4 separate regions of the Mus musculus genome follow, and regions 2, 3 and 4 are each linked to region 1. The links are chromatin contacts, called in public promoter capture Hi-C maps. All regions are on one chromosome and are shown on one strand. Each heading gives the region's core, a stretch centred on a gene start, on an enhancer-like site or on the middle of the called end of the contact. The rest is flanking DNA. Distances are from core to core; before and after follow the strand shown.

What was found. Promoter capture Hi-C pulls out the DNA fragments that hold promoters and counts their contacts.
Region 2: a promoter capture Hi-C map of pre-B cells shows a contact between it and region 1, with 7 times the contacts expected there. The contact joins the promoter of Ccdc158 here to the promoter of Cxcl2 in region 1. A contact is called at or near these places in 1 of 39 promoter capture datasets (pre-B cells) and 1 of 9 other capture datasets (liver).
Region 3: a contact with region 1 is called in a promoter capture Hi-C map of the C10 cell line, with 4 times the contacts expected there. The contact joins the promoter of Cxcl9 here to the promoter of Cxcl2 in region 1. A contact is called at or near these places in 2 of 39 promoter capture datasets (the 3T3-L1 cell line and the C10 cell line) and 1 of 9 other capture datasets (macrophages).
Region 4: a promoter capture Hi-C map of hippocampal neurons shows a contact between it and region 1, with 3 times the contacts expected there. The contact joins the promoter of Npffr2 here to the promoter of Cxcl2 in region 1.

The regions. Positions count from the first base shown.
Region 1 is chr5:90,899,665-90,906,505 of GRCm38.p6, forward strand. It overlaps Cxcl2 (chemokine (C-X-C motif) ligand 2), which reads left to right and starts at 4,235. Exons shown (of 4, transcript NM_009140.2): 1 at 4,235-4,359; 2 at 4,452-4,575; 3 at 4,693-4,776; 4 at 5,525-6,274. The coding sequence starts at 4,281. The coding sequence ends at 5,540.
Region 2 is chr5:92,671,103-92,677,943 of GRCm38.p6, forward strand. It overlaps Ccdc158 (coiled-coil domain containing 158), which reads right to left and starts at 4,025. Exons shown (of 25, transcript NM_001360018.1): 1 at 3,956-4,025; 2 at 1,571-1,614.
Region 3 is chr5:92,324,935-92,331,775 of GRCm38.p6, forward strand. It overlaps Cxcl9 (chemokine (C-X-C motif) ligand 9), which reads right to left and starts at 3,145. Exons shown (of 4, transcript NM_008599.4): 1 at 3,029-3,145; 2 at 1,816-1,942; 3 at 130-214. The coding sequence starts at 3,089.
Region 4 is chr5:89,523,319-89,530,159 of GRCm38.p6, forward strand. It overlaps Npffr2 (neuropeptide FF receptor 2), which reads left to right and starts at 4,111. Exons shown (of 4, transcript NM_133192.3): 1 at 4,111-4,218.

The sequences.
Region 1 (6,841 bases), core at 2,985-5,484:
TCTGTCCTTTCCCTTCAGAAGGTTTCCTGCCTCTCGGAATTATCTCCTTTCCCTGGAAGGCTTCTTTAACATTGTCAGAACAGAGAAGGTCCTCTGTGTCTGAAAGAGCTCCCAATGCCACAGTGGGAACTGGATTATCACCGTTTTTCTCCAAATACCTTGAATGTGTCTCACATAGCTTATCACAGCCTCTGTTGGGTTTCTGCGTCTTCCCCCCTCAGGTATGTATCTTCCCGATTGAAAGGAGAGGTCCAGGGTCACAGGGTCACCTACCTCTCTCGGTGTCCAAGGCACCTAACTTCATTCTTACATTATAAATCTTGAGAACTTACATTGAAAATGCTGAGAGAAAAGGAGAGAGGAAGTTTAAAAGCAAGCTGAAACGTCCGTCTTGAGAGAGAATCTATCAATAAGCGGAGTCCGTAACACACAACTGCAGGCGAGATGGACTGAATGAAAAAGAGAATCAATTGGTCTTTCTGGGATACCTAAAGCCAGGTGAGAGTGGGTGGAAGGCAGAATTTCCAAGCTCAAAGCGTACACCTGGTGACTGGTCTCACTTGGGCGGGATAGGTGGCTTTTCTCTAGACTGCCTCAGCTTCAAGCAGCCTCTCCCAGATCAAGCTCTGGCAGAACTCCAAGGTGCTGGCTTGCCAGCTGCGACCCAGCAGGAAGTAAGGACCTGTTTTGTATTTTCTAAAAAATCATTTCCTGACAGAAAGGACCAGAGGGATTTTTTTTTTCTGACTTGGACATGATTACATCATTTGCCTGCTGGCAAGCTTACCAAGGCCTCTACAACGTTGAGGCTCAGCCACAAAGGACTGGCAAATGCTCCGTGAGTCTGTCCGCTTACTTCCAGAGCTGTGCCGTAGATCACTTGTCTTGAACCCAGACTGGGAAGAGAGAGAGAGAGACAGCAGGGACTGGAGTCTTGCTTCTCAAAGGATAGTGAGGACTCTGTCATCAAAAGTCAGCAAGAAAATGCTTAGAATCAGGCATAAAAGAAGAGCGTATTAGAGATGCACTCATAGATGCTTTGGATTGAATGAACTGAGAGATCTAGACACGTTTTAATCATTCATTTTCATTATATGCAGATGAGTGCTTACCTAAATACATATACGGGTATCACATGCATGTCTGGTACCCACAAAGGCCAGTTCTGGGGAACTGGATAATAATCCTCTGAATAAACAGCAAGGGCTCCTAACTGCTGAGTCATCTCTCTATCCCTGAGTCGAGGGATTTAACGCATCATAATGATGTCACTATTGTTCCCTCAGCTAGATTGATTCGTAATTCAGGAAGCACTAACTGAAAGAGGGCTGGCAGACATCTTGATTCCTGGTAGCAAGTAGGAAAAACAGCATCCACCACCAGACCATCCCTGCAGCGTCATCTACGCTCAGGATGAGCACAGCTCTGGACTTAAAAGATCTCGCATGTGTAAAACATCAAAGGATGATAAGTGAATGTTTCGTGGTGGTTCCATTCCTTTCAAATTGATAGTATGACTTTAAAGTTTGGGCATAGAATTTGTCATTTTATTCATACCAAATGTAATTGGCTGGAGCTGGTACTTAACACTTCCAGAAAAAATTGAATTATTTTAGTATAATGTTATTTCTCTTTAAAGCTTCAAAAACAGCAAGTCAAAGGTTGTTAGGGACTGGCTATGAAGATGGATATTGTGTTAGAAGGAAAAAAAATGCTAGTATTCCATTTTGTAAGCAACTGTTGCTTTACTCTGTCTTTACTGGTATATATTTAGTAATTACTTTTTGAAACATTGTATGCTTCAGAGACTGCTGTAGGAACCCGGTACTTTATTCTATTCTCTCTGAGTATTTCCTTATGTCAACATATCAGATTGCACCTGGAAATCCCTACAGCAGATAGTTTCTGTTTTCTACTATCATAAAGATACTAATGGGCTGACCAGCATCCTGATAATACTGAAGGCAAATATTTCAGTTAAAAACCTGATAAAGTGGTCACATTAAATCCACAGAAGTCTGTGAGCCTTATCTAGGCAGTTAAAACCCATGAATAAAATGTCCATGAATAAAATGCCTCTTAGAAGCTCCAATTTCCACCGGCTTCAGTTCTGAAGAGGATGTATATTAATTTGGGAGGGCGGGGGGGGGGGGGAGGACAAAGCATACATATGTGTTAAATACACCACGTTCATTCTACAAATGTAAAGTCTTACTGGGAGTACAACACCCAGATGTTCTGCCACTTCACCGATTTTAAACATTAGGAAAGCCAAAGTTGAGCCATGAGATACAAACATTAAATAAATAAATAAATAAATAAATAAAACCCCACAATTCTCCTAAACCTAAGAATCACTTATCTCAGGAAACATCTAATTCTTTATAAATTTTACTAGTAATTGAGATGAGTATGTTCATTCAGATTTTGTAGTTTTAGTTGATAAACCAATTAAATTAGGTAAGAGACTCATCTAAATTCTTTTTTCCCCCTGAGACAGAGTTTCGTTATACAGCCCCCATCGCCTGGAGCTCACAGAGATCTGGGCGCCTCTATCTGCCGAGGGCTAGGGTTAAATGTGTTTGCCATCAATCCCTGCTCCAAATTATCTCCTAAGGGGTGGGGGTGGGGGGCAAAAACGAATAGGAAATTGTTTTGCTTTTCAAGAATTATTTGTGTTTGTGTGTGTGAGTGTGTGGCTTTAACTCTTAGGTGAGTCTTGTTTTAGTAATATGGAGGCAAAAACAAATTTTGTTTTTGTGTTTTTTTTTTTTTACCTTAGCATTTATACAGTGAGTTTTTAGAAACATTAACATTTATTCATCTGAACATTTTGAGACAGTTATTTGGGTGCATTTCAAAGATAAGAAGCTAGCACATTGGTCACAGGTGGGTGTCTATGTCCCAGTATCTAGTGGCACAGCATTTCCTCTCTGGCAGCTTTGAATATCCTCCTGCCTCTCACACGCTTCTCTGTAAAACGACCACATGGCTCTCAGAGAGCTGCACTCAGACCCACAACTATCTACAACTTGTGTTCTAGATGACCAAGAAATAAAACCCAGGGTGAGAAAAATGAGCTAGTGAAAGACAAAGGCTAGAACTGAGGGCTACAATAGTTTGTCACAATCAGTGAAAGCTCAATATGATCCTCTAGTGGAGAAATCAAATCACTGGGACAAGAATGGATGTATACAGTGTGTGTGTGGGGGGGGCTAGATTTGCCTCGATAACAAAGGGAGAGAGAGAGAGAGAGAGAGAGAGAGAGAGAGAGAGAGAGAGAGAGAGAGAGAGAGAGAGAGATTGAAATCTGGCATCTAAATATTTCACAGATACAGGTACACGTTTGTTGTGAAGCGGACATGTGAAGGGCGCTACCTCCTCTAGGTGTCAGCACTGACTGGCGAGTAGACTGTCCCCAGGAGAGCCCTTGCCTCCTGCAGCTGGAGACCGCCGAGAGACCACCAAGTCTCTGTTTCTTGAATTCATGAAAATCTCTTACAGCTGATGTGGTGCTCACCAGCACACTGGAAGAGCCTCGGAAGTTCCAGAATTTCACAGAGGAAGTTATATGAGATTACAACACTTTGTCCTAGGTTAAACATGAATTAAGCTTTTGACACATCTCCCCCCCCCCCCCCCACGGCCCCAAGTCGGGTAGAAGGATATGACACAAAATGTGATTTACTCGTGCTCAGTACACCGCAGGAACAATGCACTCTTGTGTACAGCCTGAGATGACTAAATTTCAACGGTGTACTTACGCAGACGTAAATAAATCTTCATCTAGTACTATCTATGAGTATGTAACTAATAGAGAAGCAATCCCCCATCCCCCGCGCGTTCACGCTTGAACACACACACACCTTAATTTCTTCAGTCCTAATGACTAAAGTTCCCCAAACTGTTAGGTCTCCACTGATGACATAGCTCAGTAACCACTGTCCTCTAGCAGGTGGTCACTTCAGCGCAGACATCACTTCCTTCCTTTTGAGGATTTGGGGAAGGACATCCCAGGGTCCCATAGTGGAAGGGCAGGGCAGTAGAATGAGGCAGGCAGCTCACGCGCGCGTGTCCCCAACCCACTCAGCTTAGGGGCGGGGCTCTGTGCTTCCTGATGAGGGGACCCTGAGCTCAGGGAATTTCCCTGGTCCCCGGGCTTTTCCAGACATCGTGCATAAAAGGAGCTCTCGGGACCTCAGAGCCCCAGACTGCGCCTCAGTGCCTCCAACAAGCTTCCTCGGGCACTCCAGACTCCAGCCACACTTCAGCCTAGCGCCATGGCCCCTCCCACCTGCCGGCTCCTCAGTGCTGCACTGGTCCTGCTGCTGCTGCTGGCCACCAACCACCAGGCTACAGGTGGGATTCGGATTCGAGGCTGATGTTTCTGGGGAAGCCTCAGGTGGGCGCAGCCATCCCCAGCCCTTCTGACCCAGTGTCTTCTCCTACAGGGGCTGTTGTGGCCAGTGAACTGCGCTGTCAATGCCTGAAGACCCTGCCAAGGGTTGACTTCAAGAACATCCAGAGCTTGAGTGTGACGCCCCCAGGACCCCACTGCGCCCAGACAGAAGTCATGTGAGTGTCTCCCTGGATAGCCTCTGCCATGGCCAGAGTTGCCCAGACCCTCCTGCCGCCCCATGCTCACCCTAAAGAAACCTCGTGCCTTATAATGATCCCCACATCTCTCTGCAGAGCCACTCTCAAGGGCGGTCAAAAAGTTTGCCTTGACCCTGAAGCCCCCCTGGTTCAGAAAATCATCCAAAAGATACTGAACAAGTGAGTCGCGATTTGTGCTTACACCTGACTGGCACCCGATTTCTGAAAATTATAGCAGGGAAAATCAAGGTTAACTTCAGTTCAGGAACCTGAATTATTATTTTCATTGTTAACTTTGTCCTGTGAGCATCAGTTTGAATTGATAGAAGGGTACGACTAGCTCCTTTCATCTACACACGTAAAAGTCCTTCCTTAATGGATGGTCGCTGTGTGTCCCTAAGAATTAAGTAGATAGAACCAACTAGCGCTGGTGTAAAGCCTGTTATCTATTAAGATTCAATACTTTACCCCTGCCCTTTCCATGTCTGTGGGCTGTAAAGTCTAACTCTTGGTTTTGGTCAAGGTGAGCCTCTAAGGCTTCCCGATGAAGAAGAGCTGGGGTTTCCAGTGAGAGGCTTGAAATTCAGGTGTAGGCTCTCGCTCTTATCCTGACTGAGTTCAGTGAAAAAGCAATAGGTATTGTTCTTGTTTACAACGTACGCGAAGTCATGCCTTGACATTTTTACTCTTAACATCATTTGGAAAGGTTCAAGCTGGTACAATTGTAACGCCAGCTCTACTATTCTAGTTTCAAAGCGCCCAGAGTGTTTATTGCTGGAAAGTCCAGCAATAGGTAGCAGGTCCCTTGTGGAGGCTAGAGATGGTTTCGTTTGGAGAGTAAACCAAGGTCCAGGATGAAGTCAAAAGAAGGGGGCTCTGCAACCCGCCTTTAAGATACCCACTAACAGCAACCATTTTCTCATCACAGAGGCAAGGCTAACTGACCTGGAAAGGAGGAGCCTGGGCTGCTGTCCCTCAACGGAAGAACCAAAGAGAAAGAAAAAAACAAACAGCACCCGGGAAGCCTGGATCGTACCTGATGTGCCTCGCTGTCTGAGAGTTCACTTATTTATTTATCTATGTATTTATTTATTTATTAATTCCATTGCCCAGATGTTGTTATGTTTATTTTGATATTTAAAGATATGCATTCGCTAATTCACTGTAATATCTTAAAAGGTCATTTTAATATGTTAAAGTTTATTTTAATAATGTTTAATGTGTTCAATTAAAGTTATTTAACTTATATAGTTGGAAGGTGATAAATTTTTAAACCTATTTATTCATTAGTTTCTGGGGAGAGGGTGAGTTGGGAACTAGCTACATCCCACCCACACAGTGAAAGAGACTGGGGATAAGGGGTGGGGGTGGGGACAAATAGATGCAGTCGGATGGCTTTCATGGAAGGAGTGTGCATGTTCACATCATTTTTTTGTAAGCACCGAGGAGAGTAGAACAGCTGTTATTTAGGTTTCAGTGTTTGTAAACTGTATGTACAACATTTTTGATGCTGGATTTCAATGTAATGTTGTGAGTAACCCTTGGACATTTTATGTCTTCCTCGTAAGGCACAGTGCCTTGCTTAGCAATTGTTTTGTCATGCCTTTTCGTGTCTTGAAGTGGACACATTTATTTATTCATGTATTTTTACAAATAACAAAAAATAAAAACGTCTGTTAAAAAAAAAATCCCGTGCTTAAGTTTGTTTTATATATCTCAATATTTTATTCTTCCATCGTATTGAAGGTGTCAGGAATGCTTAAGAAACCATGTTTCCTGCAGCAACAGCTACTAGCTGGAGTCTCCCTTGTTTTTGTCAAGAAGGCACACTTGATGCCTTTCAAAGTCTCTGCAGGATTTTTCTGTCAGAGAATCCCTCTCTAACATATTCTTTCCCCCAAGGAACAGCTTGAGGTTCATTGCTAATCTGAGGAATTTTTAAAAAGTGTTTTTAAAGCTTTCATTTAAATTATTTTTCCTAAACTTTTTATTTATTTGTGTGTGTGTGTGTGTGTGTGTGTGTGTGTGTGTGTGTTTATAAACAGGTCTTGCTTTCCCTCCTACTGAGGTTGATTCGGAACTGCAGTAATGTGGCAGGGTCCTTCTTCAGAAGTCAATCTGTGCAATGAAATTAAAGCTTAGAAAACATGAGAGACGGAGCACTTTGTCAGTGTAAGGGACCACCATGAGGAGTTTCTCCTAACTTCCAGGGAGAGTTGGTTTAATTTCCCGAAATGCAGTGCTT
Region 2 (6,841 bases), core at 2,775-5,274, 1.8 Mb after region 1:
TTATTTCTTTATTTTTGTGGTACTGGGGAGCATGGTACACATAAGAGAAGCTCTCTGTCACTGTCACTGAGCTACATTCCCAGACCTACAAGGATCTACTTCAGATCTGACTGAAATACAGAGGTGAGGTCTTAGCTTGTTCTGGGATTGCCCAAGGTCTATTACTAACACTTCTGCCTCATTTAAAATTGTACATATGTTCACACTGGAAAGAGCCTTAAAACTGGCAAAGGCAGTCATGGTTGGAATGCTGCAGAAGGAACCCTACATACTAAGGCCTTTTGAAGATCATCTGTAGGTTTTAGTACAGCCTAGCTGAAGGGCTCAGAGACATCCTCTGAGTACTTACTCCTCCTCCTCCTTGAACTCCTTTCCTAGAATAAACAGTCTCCATCTCCACTTCTTTCCTTAGGACTCTTGTTAAGGTGGACTCTTGTTAAGGTGGACCCAACTACACTAGAACATCTCTAGGGCAAGATGATTTACAGTTAAGTCCAAGTTTGGTTGGCTATGTTACTTAAAAGGAGGTCTGTTCAGGTTCCCAGATTTATCAACTAGTGATTCACACTTACAATGATGGACCATTCTATCTTCCATAGAAATTTAAGACTGGGGATTTCACAGGGTTGGTGTACACTCCCCTAAAAGCAGACTAAAGGTATAAGGAGAGTAACAGTGAACAGCACTTACTGCCAGTGTTTATTAATTACCAACTGCTTAGTAACATCACACTGATGTGCATTTGATTTCAGTTCCACTCTTTTTCCCTAGAAGCTGTCATCAAGGAAGCACTACCTCTGTAATCTTGACAACAACATTGGACATCTCTAAGATTATGATATGGAGGTGGTATGCATACTTCACAAGAGCAAAGGTTAACTGGAAAAACTCATGCATAAGCCCTCCTATACAGGATCTGCCTCAAAATATGTGCATACAGCACTACCTAGTAGGTTAGTAATAACATGAATTAGAATGAATGTTTATAATTTGGGCTGTGTACAGCAACTTACTGCTCCATAATAAATGATTGTATCTTTCTATTTATTCAAAAAGAAGATACAACATTTATATAAATCCACGAACACACAAAAAAGTAGAATTGACCTGGTTTAACTAAATATAAACACAGGGCTACTGTAATATAATACAGAAGTTGGCTGTTTAGGTCAAATGTCATCAGTACATCCCAGACGGCAGAAAGCTAACGCTGCAGAGCACATAACCCAGATCGAGAAAGCTTCATACTGTTGAATACGATTAGAGCACAGGTACAACTTCTAGCTCTGAGCTTCAGTTTCCATCTACACCCAATGAGATGACCTCTGAGCTTTTCAAACCTTTTCTAACCAGCCAAAGCTAGGAACTGTTCTGGCCCTAGCTACCAAAACCTCTCTCGGGTCCATGAGATTCATCCGTGAAAACAGAGCCCCACGAAACCCAGTCTGAAAGCCACAGATACAGAGCTCTTGTTGCTTTTATAGTTAGATATTCCAGGTTAGCTACTCATCAAGTTCAATGATTCACATTTTCAAAACTATTAACCGATAATTAGTAAAATAAGAGATACCTTAATTTCTGGATATTCTTATTTTCAGTTTCTTCTATTAACACCTGAAAAATGAAATTTGCTTATTAATCTACTTCACTGACTAAAATTTACTGCTCCCCAAAAGTTGAATTTATAAATTTTTAACATTTAAGGTTTGGAAATACTTGTATATAACAAGTTTATTTCTTTATTATTTGTGTGTGTTTGTGACAGCAGAGACATGTGTGTACCATGGCCTGTGTGTTGAAGTCAGAGGACAACTTTTTGGATGGAGTCAGTTCTCTCCTTTCATGTGAGTAGTGGGCTTTCTGCCACCCAAGTCCCAAGTGTACACATCATGGGCTTCTCTGCAGTGTTCAAGCTGAGGACTTGCTGCAATGACAATGGCTACTGGATGCCTTTGCCTGGGCAAAGCATTTGACCAGTACATCTCTAAAATTTCCAACATCCCATGATTTCCTACAGAAAATTCACAAAAGACACTTTTTATGGCTAACTCTAGTTACAGGCAAATGCAAAGGAGGATGGATCTGTTTAAGTTGTCCTGGATAAATTTTAATGCATTTCATTGTACTTATCATCTCTACATATGTCCTAGATTTAGCCACATTAGTCTCTGCCTTTGTAGTCTTATCTTCTTCCCCACCTCCTTCTGCTTCTCTATGATCCGAGAGTTTACATTGAGGACAAACATAATTTAAGATGATCCCTCCCTTCCAAGATGTTGGCATTGAGGCTAGAGATGATTCCATAGTTAAGAGCACGCATTGCTCTTGCAGAGGATCTGGGTTTGGTTCCCAGCACCCACATGATAGTATATATACCACCATCAGTAACTACAGTTCCAGGAAATCTGATGCCCTTTTCTGACCTCTGTGAGCAACAAACACTAACATGGCATACATACATACATACATGCAGGCAAAACACTCATACACAAAAATAAATCCAAAATTTAAAAACAAATTCTTGATTTAAGTCACATATGCAAAACCTTTCTCAAAGACACTTCCAGGCTCCAGAGATTAAGAGCTAACTTTTTAGGTGGCCAGTATTTGGCTTGTAAGGCCATACAGTTAACCCCATGCCCTCTGGGGATAGGTGGTTTCGAAAAAGGCCCTTTTAAATGGATGCTATAGGTTTGTTTGTTTTTGTATTTTAAGTCAGGGTCTCTCTACATAGCCCTGGCTGGCCTGGAGCTCTCTATGGAGACCTCACAGAGATCTGCCTGCCTCTGCCTCCTGAGTGCTAGAATTCAAGGTGTGCACCACCACACCAGCTTTAGATTCTAGAGTTTTAAAGTGGATCACTCTAATACAGAAGAACAGAGTCACCCCCGAAACTAAAACAGCAAGCAAAGGCCTTGTAGATACATCAAATAAATCTTTAACAACTACATTTAGAGGGTAAACAGCCTCTAAATGTAGTTCACACTCAACTAAAATGAATAGATAACTGTATTAAAATTTAAAATATGGGACTGGAATGATGGCTAGGCCTTAGAGCACTTGCTGCCAGTGTCCAGGTCCCAGCACCTGCATGGCTGCTCAAAACCTTCTGTAAGTCCAGTTCCAGGGAATCCCACAACCCCTTCTAGCCACCACAGGCATCAGGCACCCACATGGTGCCCTTACACACAGGCAGGCAAAATACTAAATTAACATAAAATAAAAATACATCTTTAAAAAAATGAAAAACGTGGCACAGAGGTTGGCATTTCAGATCTCTGCCTCAACTTTCCCACTCCCATAGACCATAGGTATACACACATTAGCAGCCCTGTCTAACTCACCCTCTGGGAAGATTCAACACTCTGGACCTTTTTTTCTTATGTAGTTATCAGCCAAAACACACCGAGGAACAGCCCACACCACTTACTTGTTTTCTGCATTCCCGTGACCTTAAAGCCAACCTGACATTTAACAGGAGCAATGCCTAGGACCGCTCAATTGGGGACTTCTGCAAGTGTTGTGGGAAAGGAGGCTGTTGCTGAGGTGGAAAGTCTAGGACCTGAAGTGGATTATCAAGAGGCTACAGTCACACAGTCTCATGTGGGACGAAATACTGGTGACAGCCCGAGACTCCACTGTCTGTCCCCACAGTTTCCCATCTCTTCCAGAGATTCCCAGGAGCCAGGCCGGAACAAAAGTGAGCAGGGAGCAGTCCTGTTGGACTCAAAGAATTCTGCAAGTGACTCTGCAGTCACGAAGACCCAGGTTTCCCGCCACTGCCCCTGGAGAACAGGGACAGTGTACAAAGTGGAAAACAGCTGTACAAAGTGATTGGGCTGCTTCCACGTGTGACCATAAGGCCATGGAAAGTTCCAGAAGGAACAGGAGTCGATCCAGGTCCTCAAGGAGAACGACCCTTCCCTGTACCCCGAGGCGCACTCCGTCCGCATACCTGCTAACAACACCTAGCCCTAAGAGACCGGCCGCATGTCCGCGGGGGCCGCGGCCGCACCTGCGAGACCCTGTCGGCTCTCACTGCACCCGAGACCGCGACCCCGCGCAGCTACCTTACCACGGCACCCGACCGGCCACCTCGAGGCCTCGAGCTCCCTGCTTCTGCGGAGCGCAAGCCCGGTCTGACGGTTGGCGGCGAGGAACTTAGGGAGAAAGGGGGCGGGGTGTGAGGGAAGGGCGGGGCGTAAGGAGGGCGGGGCGTGAGAGAAGCCGGAAGGCTGAGGTACGAGAAAAGGCGGGGCGTGAGGAGGAGGGCTGGACCGGAGAGGGGAGAGGGGAGAGGGGAGGCTGAGGCAGAAGAAGAGGGGCGGGGCCTGAGAGAGCGCTGCCCGTGAGGGGGCGGGGCAGGCAGCCTGTAAGACCACGCCCCCGGACTGCTACGTGCTCCCCGCTCCCCTACCCCGTCGCCAAGGCAACCAGGGAGGCCCAACAAGCCACATTTCTTCGCTTACTACTGCCCTGCAACCCGGCTCCTTATCTAGCCTCACTCTCCTGTCGTCCTCACAAAGACCCCACAAAGATCCTCCCAGCTACCAAATGGCACAGATCCTCTCTGTTACCAGCGCTCAGAGAGAGGGGCAGGCTGACATCCTTATTCACATGTGCAGTCTACTCCCCCTAACCCACCCCACCCCTGCCTGTTCAAGCTAACAGAATAACTTGCATTTTGCAGCTCGCCTGTGCTTAGCCTGTGCTTTTAAGTTGCACTTCCGTCCGGACTGTTTTTTCAGGTTCAGAGTTCTTCGGATAACTGACCTTTCTGCCTTCGGAGAGCTGTTTCCTCTTCTGTGCTTCGGTTACTCTGTCGTTATAACGACTATACACTCAGACTCCAGCGTGCTGTTCAAATTAGCATCCCAAAGAAAGAGTTCCAAAGAGGCGGAAGATGAGAGATACAACCTGTAGCGTTTGTTATTGTTTTGAAGACAGAGACTCCCTACGTAGCCTAGGGTGGCCACAAACTTGGAATCCTTCTGCCTCTTAGACTATGCTCTTACAGAAGTGTATAGATCAACTTTTGCTTTGTGATGTTGGATTCTGTTAACTATCAAGGTTAAGTAGTACAACACATATACAGTGTATAAATTGACTATAAATATCAAACACTTTTATGTAATGCAGTTACAAATTGTAACCTTTTATGAAGTACCATTGAAGACTTTTGTCATACCGCTTACTGCCTTGGAAACAACTAGGACTATAGCGTCAAGTACATAAACAGGAAATTATAATCACTAAGCAGGACGATAAATGGCTAGCCTCTGTGACTAGACTGAAAACAAGTTCCAATTAGTTTCCTTTAAACCTTTTCATTTCTATCAAAACATAAGTGTGTTCTTTTGGCATAAAACATTTTAATTACCTAACACGTGACTCTTATTGCTGTCTCATTTTGTGTGTGTTTGTACCCTGAATAAAGTTTTTTCTTCTCTTGATCGGGCTATGTGACTTAGGAAGCCTCAGCCTAAATGTGGGTCCTAGCCCAGTTAGGAGGGGTGGAAGGGAAACCTTCCAAAGGTGAGTTTGTGGTTGTCCCTACCATCCTTTGTTACCATCAGAACCCAGTTTCTTTAGCCTTCCCATGTGGACTGAAGACCAGGGGCTCCCCACACCTCCTGTACCAGCCTAGGATTGCTAAGGCACCCAGCCTTATACACTAACTAGGTCCTGGGTTTTCAGCCTCTTCAGAGGGATACAGACCTTACTGTGAAAGGTGAAGTAGTAAAGCCTAAATATGCATTCACTCTGTTCCTCTAGAGAGCATTAACTATAGTAGGGGTGCAAGTGGAGCTCAGAGGTCAGTGTGGGGTATCTTCCTCGGAGAGAGCTTTCCCTCTGCCTTTTTACATAGGTTCTGGGACCAAACACAGGGAGTCAAGCTTGCTAGGTGAGTCCCTTTCCCAGCTGAGCCATACTGCGGGTTCCACCTTAGTTCCTGAGATAGGGTCTCTTACTGAGCCTGGAGCTCACAGTTGGCTAGACTGACCCACCAGCAAGACCCAGAGAGCCTCCTGTCTCTGTCTCCCCAAGCTTTTGAATATGTGGGTGCTGAGGACCCAAACTCCAGTCTTCATACTTGCAGGGCAAGAACTGTATAAAAACAACACCTCCTTGCCTTATAGAACAAAGAGCTTAAAGAGGAAGGAAGGGGTCCAGGATTCCTTAAGCAGCCATTCATTATTGCACAGACGTTGATAGGCACCAGGCTTAAGTGATGAGTGATGAATAATATATCATCTTGGTTTTTTGTTTCTTTGTTTTAAAATTTTTAAATGTGTTGTGTGTGGGTGTCATATATATATATATATAGTGTGTGTGTGTGTATGTCTTTGCACCAAGGAGGTGTTGTATTCCCTGGGACTGGAGTCACAGGCAGTTGTGATTCCAATCACATTTCATTACAAGAACAGCCAGTGCTCTTAAACCACTGAGTCATCTCTCCAGCCATGCTACTGAGCATTTTTCCCCTGTTGTTCTAGGAATCATACTCCAATCATAAATGCTATGCAAATGCTGCAAAATACACACCTACATATGGTATGTATGTGTATATATATGTATATATATGGTTGTTTTATATACATTTTAATGTAACACAGTTGCTTAGAACAGTATTTTAAATATGTATGCCACATATCCCATATATATCCCATACATATACATATATGTATATCATATATATATCACAACTCCAACAACACTATCATTTAAACGTATGTTAAAATATACATACAATGATTATTTAAACCTTTTGAAAATTACATTTATTTGTTTGTTTATTTGTGTAGAGCACATGTTGTGGTCAGAGGGCACCTTGCAGGCC
Region 3 (6,841 bases), core at 1,895-4,394, 1.4 Mb after region 1:
CCTTAGTGTCTTACTAGTTGATGCTATTCAAAAGGATGGAAAATGGGTCCTTAATGGGTGTGCCCAGGATCTGCTGACTTTGTGAGCTGACCTCTGAAAGAAAGCCATTTGGGTTCCTCCCCCACCAACCTTCTTTTCCCATTCTTTCATCAGCTTCTTCACATTTGCCGAGTCCGGATCTAGGCAGGTTTGATCTCCGTTCTTCAGTGTAGCACTGTGCCAAAGAAACACCAGTGAGCTTTCTCCCCCCAGTAACAACTTCATAATTCTTAGTAGAAACAGTGGAGGAAAACGTGCATTTTATTGAGTTTTCCAGTGAAACCACTTAAAATGTGGCAAAACGTCTTCCTAAGATTAACAGGTATATTTTTAAAAACTGTAGCAGATTTTTCAGGAGAAACCTCAATTTCTAAAAATTAATTTCTCTGTATAGCTTGAGAATAATAATGGCTATTCTATATAGAATTCCTTATTTTAGTTGTCAAAGGTCAAATATATTACATACATGTATGTATATATATATTTATATCCTTTATATATGTATGTGTATATATTTATATCCTTTATATCGTATACATACATACACACATATAAATATATTATATAATATTATATATCCTTTAATTTCATAGTTCTGATTTCTAAGAGGCTTGGAATGGTGGTTTATTCCTGGAATCCCAGCATTCACGTGGACTGAAGTCAGCCTTGGCTACCTAGCAAGACTCTGTCTCAAAACAAAACAAACACGAAATTCTAGTCTCTAGAAAAGAATTACTAGGAAAGAATTAAACACAATCCTACAACAGTAATAGTCTGACAACAGTGAATTTTTTTTAAACATAACCGTTGTTTCTAGCAATGGGCCATGTGCTATACAAATTATGGCTTATCAATATGATGTAAAACAGCTTAGCCATCAAAAGTCATTATTAGGCCAGGGAGTTGATGTGACTGCTAAGCATACTTGCCTCATAAGCCCAGAGAGCTGAGTCAACCCCAGAACCCCAAATTAGGACAGAAGAGAAAACCGACTCCACCAAGTTGTTCTGATTGCTGTATGCATGCTGTGGGATGTGTTCTTGAACATACAAAGTATGGGTTAAAATTTATTTTATTTTTAACTTCTTTGTGTCTCTGCATGTGTATGTGTACTAGTGTGCAGCTGACCACAGAATCCAGAAGAAGGGATAGGATCTCTGGGGTGGAGTTACAGATGGTTGTGAGTTGTACACTGTGGGTAATAGAAACCAAACTCGGGTCCTCTTAACCTCTCAGCCATCTCTCTGCAACCCCTCAAAAAAATTTTAAATGCCGCTTTTAGGATTCAGGGTTAGGGTTAAGTAGAGAGAGAGTACATGCATAGCCTGTGCAAAATCCTAGGTTCAACCCTAGCACCCCCAGACAACTGACAAGTATGGCATTTTTAGAGAAAATTAATTGTCATGAGAAACTGTCGTTGTTATTCTGTTAAGGAAAAAACAAATTACAAATGGCAACTTCTCCTCCCCTGTAGGGAAGATGTCCAGGTTCCTACACTCTCAGATGGTACCTACGTACCTATATGCCTTACTTAAGATAAAGTCTAATGTGTAAACTAAACAGACTAAGGTATTAACCGCACATTTTATTATTTAAAGATATGTCATCTTCCATTTTCAGTTTCCAGAAGAAATTTCTTATTTTGAAGAGGAAGAAAGAAAAGGAGTAGACAGATTTATGGGGGGGCCTCCTGCCTACATGAACAAGTAAGCAAGCTGAGGGTGAGAATCCCACTAAGTCCAGTGTAGGATGCATGCGTTGGGAGCATTTACTTACATGATTTCAGTTTTGTTGCAATTGGGGCTTGGGGCAAACTGTTTGAGGTCTTTGAGGGATTTGTAGTGGATCGTGCCTCGGCTGGTGCTGATGCAGGAGCATCGTGCATTCCTTATCACTAGGGTTCCTAGGCGGAAGATAATGCACATTACTTAGAATGACATCCTTTCGAATGAGGCTTGTCTCAGTCACTATTGCTGCGACTGAGTGTCTGTGACTGCTTTTCAAGGTAGGTGGTATTTCCATTCTGTATACCAGGAAGCCAAGGTTAAGGGCAAAGTCATTTAGCAAAAGGGAGCAGGGGAAGAACTTCATTTTAGGTCATTTAGAGTTCTTAACAACATCACTTCACAACCTTGGAAGAAGAGAAAACCTCCATCATACTTAAATCCCTACTGTTAGACACACATATATGCAACCTGTCAGTACTACGGGGACCGGTTTCTTAAGCAGTTCCTCAATCTACTTCTTGCTACTGGGGTCATGGAGTTGATGTAGGTGTGGACAGAAAGCTCTACTTACAACAATTGATTACCATTTCAATCCTATTCCCTCTCATCCTCACTGCTCTGAAAAGTCTCTTTAAACCTATGTCTCCATCCCTTATTGCTTACCCAGGTCAGTGTCTATTTACACAGGTTTTGCCAACACACAGTAACTATGGCACACCTACTTTACACACGTGGAAAACGCTCTCTAGGAAGGTTTTTTTTTTTTGTCCGAAGTAAGCAAAGTCATGAATAAGGAGGTCAAAGGCAATCTCTCTGACTTCTGAATTCTCAGTTGGTTAACCACAGACATTCTTATCAGTGCACAGCATCGGTTGAGGAAAGTGATGCAGGAGACAACTTAGAAAAGGATCTCTTATGTCACTCTCTGTTGCCAGGGCTGCGGATGAAATATTTCACAGGATAAATTCGAAGTAAAGCACCCAGAATCCCCTTTACATCTGAGAAATGTTTTTTCATTATTAAAACATTTAAATATGCTTTGAACCCTCATTGGGAACTCACAATACCTACGCCAAGAAGGCATATTTAACTTGGCAGGTATAGATTACGACCTTTGGATAACTGCTCACAGCATCTAACTGCTTTGATGACCAAACAGTATTACTTTTTATTGCATGCAAGACATTCAGCTTTATCTGCTGGCCTGAGAAGGCTTTTACGGTGATTCAGTCCTCAGAACTTACTAACGTAAAACTCCTCACCTCGAACTCCACACTGCTCCAGGAAGATGATGCCCAAGAGGAAAAGAACAGCGGACTTCATGGCAGAGCTGAGTTCTATTGAGTCACTGTGTTGGAGTGAAGTCCGAGAATGTCTTTAGAGAGCATGTTCTTGGGGATCATATTTATTTAGGAAATCCCTTTTCCTTCCCGTCTCTGATTGGCTGGTCTCCTCAGCTGACCTAGAAGAACTAAACTAACCACAAATTGATCGTCCTGGGGAAAACCCTACTCTCAGATCCCAGGGAATTTCTGCATGTTCTACTTCCATTTCACATAAACGGGGAGTTTATAGTAAGGGATGTGAAACCACCCCCAGGCAAAGTTGCTACCTGGATGTGGAATAGATTATACAATGACTATATTAATGTTGTACAATGAAGGTTGGAGATGTACTTCCCACGTGGGACATGACACTATATGGCGACTCAAACTGCCTTTCCTCACAAGTCAAAGCTTCTTAATTTGTTGAGGGTAAATCCATTTCGTCTCACCGTGGCTACAGTTTCCTATCATTGTAATTGCTAGATTAGTTGCATAAGCTACTGCTGTCCCGTTCCCTGCTACCTTTTCCAGATGTTTCACGAGATGTCTGTGTCACTCACGGTAGGACTGTGAAGTGAGAAAGCACATGTTCACGAGCATTTTCTAAGGACTTTAAAGAAGCTACGGATAGAAAGTGGCATTCAACAGCAAAGATTTTTTTTTTTAAAATAGAGTAGTTGTGAAAGATGCTCTGGTTGGTCCAAATTCTTGTAGCTGTTGGAATTAAAACAAGTTAGCATGACAGCAAGAGAAGTGATATCAAGCTTCCTCAGAGAATGCCCAATTTGCCTTCTGGGACAGGATGCAAACTGGAGGAAAGATCCACGTACACAAAACAACAGGATGGAGGAACAAAGCCAACAACCACCCTTTCAAAACAGGATCTGAGAAAAAGGAGCAAATAAAAACAAAAGTGAATGTACGTATTGGTGCTATATATATATATATATATATATATATATATATATATATATAGTCCTTTGATATGTCACGACTAGATAATAGTACCTTAGTAGGACATAATGAAAGTATTGCAACGGGGCTGGCCAAATGCTGGATAAGACTGGCAAAATATTAAATAAGACAAAGTATTAAAAAAAATTCTTTTGCTCTACTTCACACAGTCATTAATTAAGGTAGGACTGGCAAAAATTACTAGAATTCTTTGGCTTTATTTCACAAAATCATTGAGTGCACTCATTAATAGAAGGGAAAGTTAATAGCTAAGATATGGTATTGTTCTGTAATTGGCTACACATGTCTAGACTTTGACCATCTCCACGCAGACTTTCTATTCTTTCTTATCTCCTCTAGAGACGGCTGGACCAGAGTTTCAGCGAAACAGCTCACACATCTTCCTTTTAAATGTGTCTGGAAAAAATGTACAACTATGATGTAAATTACGTTTTCGCTCCTCTCTGTTCTGTCTAGCTTTCTTCCCATTTATTCTTCCTCTCCGAGAACCAGCTGGTTTGATGGAGTTGTAGGCAGTTCTCGAGAGTCTTCAGTTAGCAGGCAGTGCTACAACCCAAGGTGTACCTTAATCTTGGGAAAATAAAAACTAAAACTATTTCCCAAGTCAAGGTAAAAGACATCTAAACAATCTTTACCAACTTTTTCATTATGTATTCTCCTTCCCTATGGAAAACCATATGGAACCTAACTAAAGTTTGAAATAAATAAACCAAAATCAGAAGGAAAATCATATGGAACCTAACTAAAACACAAAAGTGAATTTCTCCCTAAAGAGAGAAATGGAATATTCATAATATATAATATATTGTTGTAATAGATATACTATATACTCTATATTATTATAATATGTGCTAAGAAATAGACTTTTTAGGGTGAGGTTGAACCTTAATTGGGCATTAATCATTGTAATACAGATTTTTTTAAAAGATAAGGTCAAGGTCTCACTATGTATAGCAGGCTGACTTTGAGCAGGTCATTCTCCTGCCTTGGCCTTATGAATATTGGAATTGTAGATCTGCATCCTGTGCCCCACTGTCGTTGTTTTGTTTTGTTTTTATGTATGTGAGTACACTGTAGCTGTACAGATGGTTGTGAACCTTCATGTAGTTGCTGGGAATTGAATTTTTAGGACCTCTGCTTGCTCTGGTCAACCCTGCTTGTTCCGGTGGTTGGCCCTGCTCCCTCAGTCCCTGCTGGCTCCTTATTATTATATATAAGTTCAGACGCACCAAAAATGGGCGTCAGATCTCATTACGGGTGGTTGTGAGCCACCATGTGGTTGCTGGGGTTTGAACTCATGACCTTCTGAAAGGCAGTCAGTCTTACCCACTGAGCCATCTCCCCAGCCCCCACCCCACTAATGTTTAAGAGGTTTTCATTGTTTTTGTTGTTGTTGTTGCTTTTTAGCCTTCCAAGACTGATGGCTTTCCTTGGAGCATAATCTCCCCACATCCTTAAGGAATGTATGTTTTAGAATAAAGAGATACCTTCTATTTGCCTTTTATGTTATACAATACATATAGTTTCTATATAGATTAATAACAGATAAGTAAAATATTAGAGAAATCATTTTGAAAAACAAGACCTCTGGTGACTTTTGTAAGTTTATTCACCACTTTAGTCCTGGTAATGACTGTGACCGAGGCTAGGCTTGACCTGGGTTAGGTACCAGTTTTGCCAGCCTTGGATCTCTCACTCAAGACTCTAACTCCCAGTTTCACAAGTGGTTGTTAAAGATTAATAGCAAGAACATACTGCCAGTGGGTAGTGGTCAAACAGAGGCTTGGAACTAGCCAAAGGGTGGCGAATTACTGACGGCAGAGTGTTCTGATCCTCACCAGTACCCCTATGTCGCCTCTATCCCCAAGTTCAGGGAACATCCCAGAGGAGGGGCTAGAAGGAGCCAGAACTTGGGGAAGAGTACTGATATAGTTTTCTGGACTAGATGGCCCATTGCACTGCAACCGTTTTACCTGCTCAGAGCATCGGTCATCATTTCATCATACCTAGGGGAGGGGCTCCCGAGGCTTCACCCTTAATTAAATGTTTATGTGGCAAAAAAGAAAACAAGAGTTCCGAGTAGGAGGGGGATTTCTGGGAAGAAGACTGGTTCCAGCAGGAGTGAGGGATGAGAGAGGGTAATGGATAGTGGAACTTGCCTAAAATTCAGGATGTGCATGTGTGAAATCGTCCAAATGTCCATAAAATGAGCATACGCCCTGATGCAAGTAACACCGAGCCAGTCAGTGGCTCTTCTATCCAGCAGAGCTGATGGAGACTTCTTAAAGTGAAGGCTCAGCGTGGGCTGTTACTTTCTCAGCCGCTTGCATCATTCTTTCTTCCCATTTTCTGATTCACCTCTCGTGTCTCTTTCGTGCCTGTAATGTGACCACCCTGCATGCTTACGCTGTAGCGTTATAATTTTACTCTCTTCAGCATCCCAGCTTTAGGAAAGCCCTCCCTTTGTCCTCTCTGCTGTCGGTGCTCACGACACCTCAAGGCTCATCTTCATAGATCGGATATAGTAAACAATGTTAGCTTGTCTGGGATACTCTATTCTCTCCTTCTATTTAGAGGACGGTTTATAAAGACCCATGTTTGAACATGATGAAACCTAAGACCTATCCTGGAAGAATGTTCTTGAAGCCTGGTACAGTAAATAGTATAAATGTTCGCAAGTGACAAACAGGGACTAGAGCCCAGATGGGCAGATTTGGCTTAAGCCAAGGATTGAAATCTTGAGCCATAGATTCTATGACCTCTTCTAGTTGGGCT
Region 4 (6,841 bases), core at 2,861-5,360, 1.4 Mb before region 1:
TTGAAGTGCTGAGCATGGTTGTACATCCCCACAATCCTAACACTCAGGAGACAGAGGCAGGGGATCTTGAATTCAAGGCCAGCTTAGACTTGAGAGTTAGACACAAAGACCATGTCTCAACGTAACTGAAGTGGGGAAAATACTACTAAAGAATAGAGGACGAGTCTTCTAGTCTATGGCTACCACCCTCTCCATCAAATCCTTTCCCAATGGCAGTGAGTGAACATCACTAACTAAACTATTCCCACACAGAGAGACTACAAATTGGTGGATGGAAAAATAAAAGAAGATGATTTGCTAAACATAGTAAAATATGAACTGAATACTTTGTTACACTTAAAAAACTGAAGCTCATGAAAGTAAAGGATCCTAACAGGTTAAAATGAATAGACACTAAAATAATAATAATTATTATTTATAAACAACCATCAAACTTGAGTTAAAAGAATGACACTGGATAAGAAATTACCACAATTATGGTTATGGTTCTTTCTGCTCTTCCCTTCCATTGCTCTTTCCTCCATCTGTCAAAGAATCCCTATGTGGGTTACAATCTTCTCTCTTTTCTTCTGGGCCTCATTACATAAGTTCATATATGACTTAGGAAATGCTCCCCAAATTGAAGTACCATCACTGTAATATAAGAAAACTTAAAATGTAATATGGACAAATGCTTCAGGAAATTTACAACATCTCTATTTTAATATCTATTAATAACCCATTTTGCTTTTGTACCAAACTTTATTGACTTTCCACTTATATGAGGAATACAGATAGATGTTTGTCATTCAAATAGATTTGGAAAACAGCATTGCTAGGTAATTTTACCATTGTGGGACTACCTTAGAGTTCACAGAAATAAATTTAAATAGTCTAGGTTAGTCTGTGTCATGTCCCTTGATCCACTCAAGAGACGACATAAACCTGAGATAAATGAGACAATTGTCACTGAAGCATTGGAGAGTTTTACACTATACTTTTTAAAAAGTAGAAGAAATAAACTCTAGTAAAAAGCAATATGATATGATAGTTAATACATAAACCAGGAACATAAGTGTCCATTTTGCCAATTTCTTGTGCTATATGTAATTGTGTGCACTATTTAAGAGACTGGCCGCACAGTGGATTTATTTATACCAGCTCTACCACAGGCCTATCAGTAATATACTGTGTTGTCACAATGGAAGAGAAATCAAACAATGTGACATTTTCAGTTCCATTGTACTCAGATGGCTTATAGTCCCTTATTGATCAAAATGTCTTTATTAAATAGACATGGGCACCATTTCTAAACACTGGGCTTCCCCCCTGAAAGTGGAAGGTCCAGGCAGAACCAGAGAAGCTGTCAAAGACTGAGTTCCTCCTTGTCCTGCTTCTTTCTCTTCCATTGTTAGTGCCGGTTGTAGAGCCTACATTATGCTCTCATTTGGTGTCTTAGGTCTCACCATAATTAACCTAGCACTGAGCAGAGCAGATAGTAAGATCATGAAAGAGCTGCTGAATGAGCTTTGTGAGGGCTGCGAGCTGGTGTTTACATGTGCTGAATTTGGGGTGATGTTGAGCTAGACATTGGCCATGTCAAGAAAGAGACCCTTGTGCAGAGTAGATGTCCTTTACAGAGAGGTACGGTGGTGAGATCTGGGCATGCTTTCATATGCTTACTGGAGGCTACTGATACGATGAGAATGGTCAGAAAGTTAGTATAGAATTAGGAGAGAGAGAAGCAAGCCTGGCACCCCACCGGGCTGTAAAGGAGCTTTTGGATTACAAAAAGGTCATGAAGGAAACAGGAAAAAAAAAAAAGCCAAAGGATAGAAATGGAGTTTTCAGAGATTCAGAGTGAAAATCAAACTGGCTAAGAAAGCCTGACGTGAAAAATGCCCATTGCATTTATCAACAATCGAGCTAAGCGATCATCCCCACAGGATCGTTCCTTAGAGGGTCAAACTGTTGGCTGGAGCAGGTGAATATTCGACAAGGGAGTGAGGTAAGGAACCATGAACCACAGAATAGACTGCGCTTACTGAGGGACAAGGGGAGAGGCTAGAAGCAAAGCTGGAAGCCCTGGAGATGGGGAGGCAAAGTGGCTAAAGTGGCCAGTGGGGTGCATAGGATGGCACAGCCAGGGATGTTTCCATCACAGACCCGCCTGCTTCTCCGACATGCTCTATGGTTTCCAGTGGGGGTTCCTGGGGCACATCTTGTACTGCGTTGCTGTATAAAATACACAAGCTGACTCACTGCTGATCTGATTATTATGTATGGTGGACAGTTTTTACAGTTTGAAATGAAATTCCTGGAAGCTAAACATTGCTCACAGTCTTATCAAAACCTGGTTGTTGGTGCGGTTCACTTTGGGGGAGCTTCAGTTTTTGGCAGTACAGGGATTTGTGTGGAATGGCCCACCTTTTCTTCCAGTTTATCAGCTTTTATATCTCAGCATGCTCAGACTGACAAATCATCTCTCCCAGTTTCATTCCTTTTCGATGTTAACTCTCCAGAGACCTGCCTCCTCTCAGCTATCTATCTGCCTTTTAGTCCTGGTATAGCTGCCAGTTCCTCCAAAAGCTTTTAAATTCTCTCAGACCCTGATCTTGAACTTGTAAAGTCTTACTTATTTCTACCTGGACTCTCAATTTACTCACAATTGGGATGTAAACACACACACACACACACACACACACACACACAGAGAGAGAGAGAGAGAGAGAGAGAGAGAGAGAGAGAGAGAGAGAGAGAGAGAAAGAGAAACACACACACAGAAATACACACACACACACATACACAGAAATACACACAGGGCATGCAAAGAGAGAGCGATGGGGGGGCAAAGAGGGAGGGAGGAAGGGAGGACTGGAGAGAGAGAGAGAGAGAGAGAGAGAGAGAGAGAGAGAGAGAGAGAGAGAGAGAAGACTATTACTCCCCAACCAAGTATTCCTTTACTGGCAGCCTCTAGTGTGATTGAAACGCCACCCCCATGATCTTGCACAAAAGCCGTGGTGCTTTGTGGATGGAGAATTCCCTATGGCTTCTCATAGCTGTTAGTGTCTTACCCGGACCAGACTCGCATCCTTGATCCCCTTGATCCCCTTGATCGTACCCTTGCCACTCCTTGAAAGAGTCTTTAACTTTTTCATTCACCCTGTGAATCTCTGAATTAATACATCCTATTTTAAGCGTGACTTCTCTTAGTCATTTGCAACTTCGAAGAAATTGTGTTAGCGTCACCGCAGGGCTCTCCTTGTCCCTATTGGTGGCTATGAGAATCCACACTTCCAGAACCTCAGTGAGGTCTTTCAAGCTACGAGGACAAAGAGAGCAGTGGAGGTGAGGATTCATTTGTAATCTAAAATGGAATTCTCGCTGTTATGAGAACTTAACAAAAATCAACGAATGATTAATATGTACCACGACCATTCTGGCATACTTAAGGGTGGCTATCCGTTTAGTTCTTAAAGAACCTACTAAGATTATCACCAGTTGTCTTTTTGCAGCAAAAAGAAACAGACACCTAGAGGATTAAACAAGGCAAGCCTTCCCAGGAGGCAGTAATCAGAGCAGCTTCCCTTCTTTTGCAGCGCAGAGATTCTGAATTCACAAGCTACCCAGCCGCCCCTAAGCAGGCTGAGAGTAGCTGCGCTGTGACTAACCAGCAGCTGACCGACCAGTGCAGTTCTGAGAGTGCAGCAAGAGCGGAGAGTGCAGAGCCCGCCGGCGTCAGCCCCGCTGCAGAGGGAAGTGGCTAGCCAGTCGCACCTAGGTCACCTGGTAGAGCAGAGCCCGCGAACCAGACAGAACCTGTTGCTCAGGCTCCGCTTGGCTTCTGCTTTCAACAGGGTTGGGAATCTGTCCTTGCCCAGGAACAGGTGAGGGCACGGGGGAGACTGCCTGGGCTCTTGGCATGGGTGGGATTTCCCTTCTCAGGGTCACCACTAGTCTCCGTGACATGAATTCTCCGTTTTACTCTTGGCCTTTCCCTAGAGCCTTTTAGGCTCCTTGAGCTCTCTGGATACTATCCCAGGAGCTTTGGTCTGGTCCCAGGCCAAAGTTTATCCTGGGGGTTTCCCTGCGCTGCTCCGCCCCTCCCCCTGGGCGTCTGAGTTCTTCAGAGAGATGGGACCTGGCTAGGATGGCGAATGGCGGTTCTTTCTCATCCTCGAAGTTCCCCAACCTCTCTCCAGGTGAACACTGGCAAACTTGTTGAATCTCCTTAGGAAGGTAAGTGGATCTCCTTGGAGATGCTAACAAAAATGTCCTTCGCAGTTCCTTTGCTTCACCAAGATGATGCTTAGCAGTGGTCTTTCTGGACCAGGCTTGGTTTGTGTGGCTGGGTTCGCCAGGAAAACTATAATGTGCGCAGGACAACACACGGGGCTAAGTGAAGACATTGATGGGATTTCTTTTGTGTCAAATCAGCAAGCAGTGCAGTGCAGTCCTGGGACCTTGAGGGGTCTGGTAATGAAGTAGAGGAAAACACTCTCCTGTAATTAGAACCAAGGCACAAAAATACATTTACTTCTCATTTCTCTCCAGCCAGGATGGCGATATTTCAAACATTCATTTTAAACAATATTAAATATAACGTGAACAATGAAAGGGTTTCTTTTAAATCAAGATATTCAAATTTCTTTGAGCGGAGTATCTGAATTTTCTTTATAGCACATATCTAAGCCATTTGCAATTGATAAGGAGAAAGGATGAACAAATCAATGTGTGAAGAGCTGTGAAGGATATATTTTTGTTTCTTGCTTGAACCAATTGAAAATAAGTTGGGAAAAAGTAATAACATCATAAGTTACAGCTGAATCTGCAACATTTCCATAGAATGCTCAAAGATAAGATTTATCAATAGCACAATTGAGTGGCCACAGCGTGCAAACTTTAAGTTTTCCTCTTAAGAACTGTTGCAAGCCAGGCGTGATGGTGCACGCCTTTAATCCCAGCAGTCAGGAGGCAGAGGCAGGTAGATTTCTGAGTTCGAGGCCAGCCTGGTCTACAAAGTGAGTTCCAGGACAGCCAGGGCTATACAGAGAAACCCTGTCTCGAAAAAAAAAACCAAAAAAAAAAAAAAAAAAAAAAAAGAAAAGAAAAGAAAAGAAAAGAACTGTTGCAGATGCCTGATTTAATAAAATATCGCCATCACTGCACACTTCGTTATCTTGAAAGGCACGTGTTACTATTAAAACTTGGGTGTTATTAACCTGAAATGTGTAGAGTATACAGATTCAAATTCACCAGACACAAATTCACCCTAAGCCAGCAAGCAGTTTGTGCCTGGAGAACTTACTGCAGTGTGCTGCAGTTGTTATTGAACTTGGATTCTGGAGTGGGGTTGGGGAGGCAAGCTTGCAAATGCCTCTGCGTCGCAATAAGGATTTCCAGCTGCATTTCAGACACCGACTAAGAACTTAGTTTCTATAAGCCTCAGAAACCAGCAATTGTTTATTTTGTAGCATGCTTCTTTAATTGAGAGGTGGAATGGATTTTGGGTGAACACTGTCATGCATGTTTGAAAACATTGAATAGTATTAGCAGTCTTAGCAGATTATACCCTGGACAATTCCATGCTTAATATTAATTTGATGATAACAGCTGATTTATTTTCTTTTCTGTTTGTGTTTGCTTTTTAAACTCTAGCATTGTGGGATTAAAAATGGCTCTTGAGAGACTTTTTTTCTAGCTGCCCTGAAATTGAATATTAAGGACTCAAGAAACCCCTCAACCCTTGCCATGGGTTACAGGGGTCGCAGCAGATAGAGTTTCACATCCTTCCTGTGGCTTGTAGAGCCTGAAGCACACACTTCCAAGCCTAGAGACAAGCTCTCTCACTTCAGTCTCACACACGGCCCCTGCCCCGCCCCCTGCCCATTACTTTCTGCCTCAAGCAAGTAATTTGCTGTCTCTAGTGCTGTTTAAAACACACAAGGAGGTTAGACTCAGACCACTACAGTCCTTTTAGGCTTTAGAAGTCCTTGGTTTTCCCTGGGAGAAAGGCAGAGATTATAGAATAAGAGGGCTTCTCTGACCTCGCCTTGCCACTGAAGAGGCAATGCCCTCGGGGAGGTCCTAGAAGTCATTAGTTTCTTTATAGAATGGTCCGTTGGGAAGATCTAATAGGGTGATCTATCTGGCTGCAGCCTCTGGTACAAGTCAGATGCATTGTGATCTTCTCCAGAGAGCCAATCTCTGACAAATCAGAGGAGATCTCAGCCTCTGGCAAAATGGAGAGGTGTTCCTCCAGGGACTGGGGGCTCTTGACCAGGACAGCCACTACCATAGAGTGTACACTGGGTCCCAGAAAAGAGCAAGCCAGAGCCTCTTTGTGTTGAGTGTGTATTTATTAACACTTTGCCCAGGAGTTCCTCCCCCACCTTCCACACATAAAAAAGCCACCGTGGCTCTGGAAAGCACAAATATTAAATGTATTTCACTGATACACAAAACTGAGAAAACATATCTTTTTGTTTGTTTGTTTGTTTGTCTTTTGGTTTTTTGAGACAGGGTTTCTCTGTATAGCCCTGGCTGTCCTAGAACTCACTCTGTAGACCAGGCTGGCCTCGAACTCAGAAATCCACCTGCTTCTGCCTCTGCCTCCTGAGTGCTGGGATTAAAGGCGTGCGCCACCACGCCTGGCTGGAGAAAACATATCTTAAGTCAGTTTCTCATATCAAGTTCAGCTTCTTTCCCTCTAAGCAAACCAGATAGGATCAATAATAGCCATCAGGAATAACCACAGTCCAAACCACATAAACCCACAATTGAAATTGTGCCAACGGTCTTAAAAAAACAACAACAACAAAAAACAACAACAAAAAAGTTTCCTTTAAGTAACTGTTGCCAC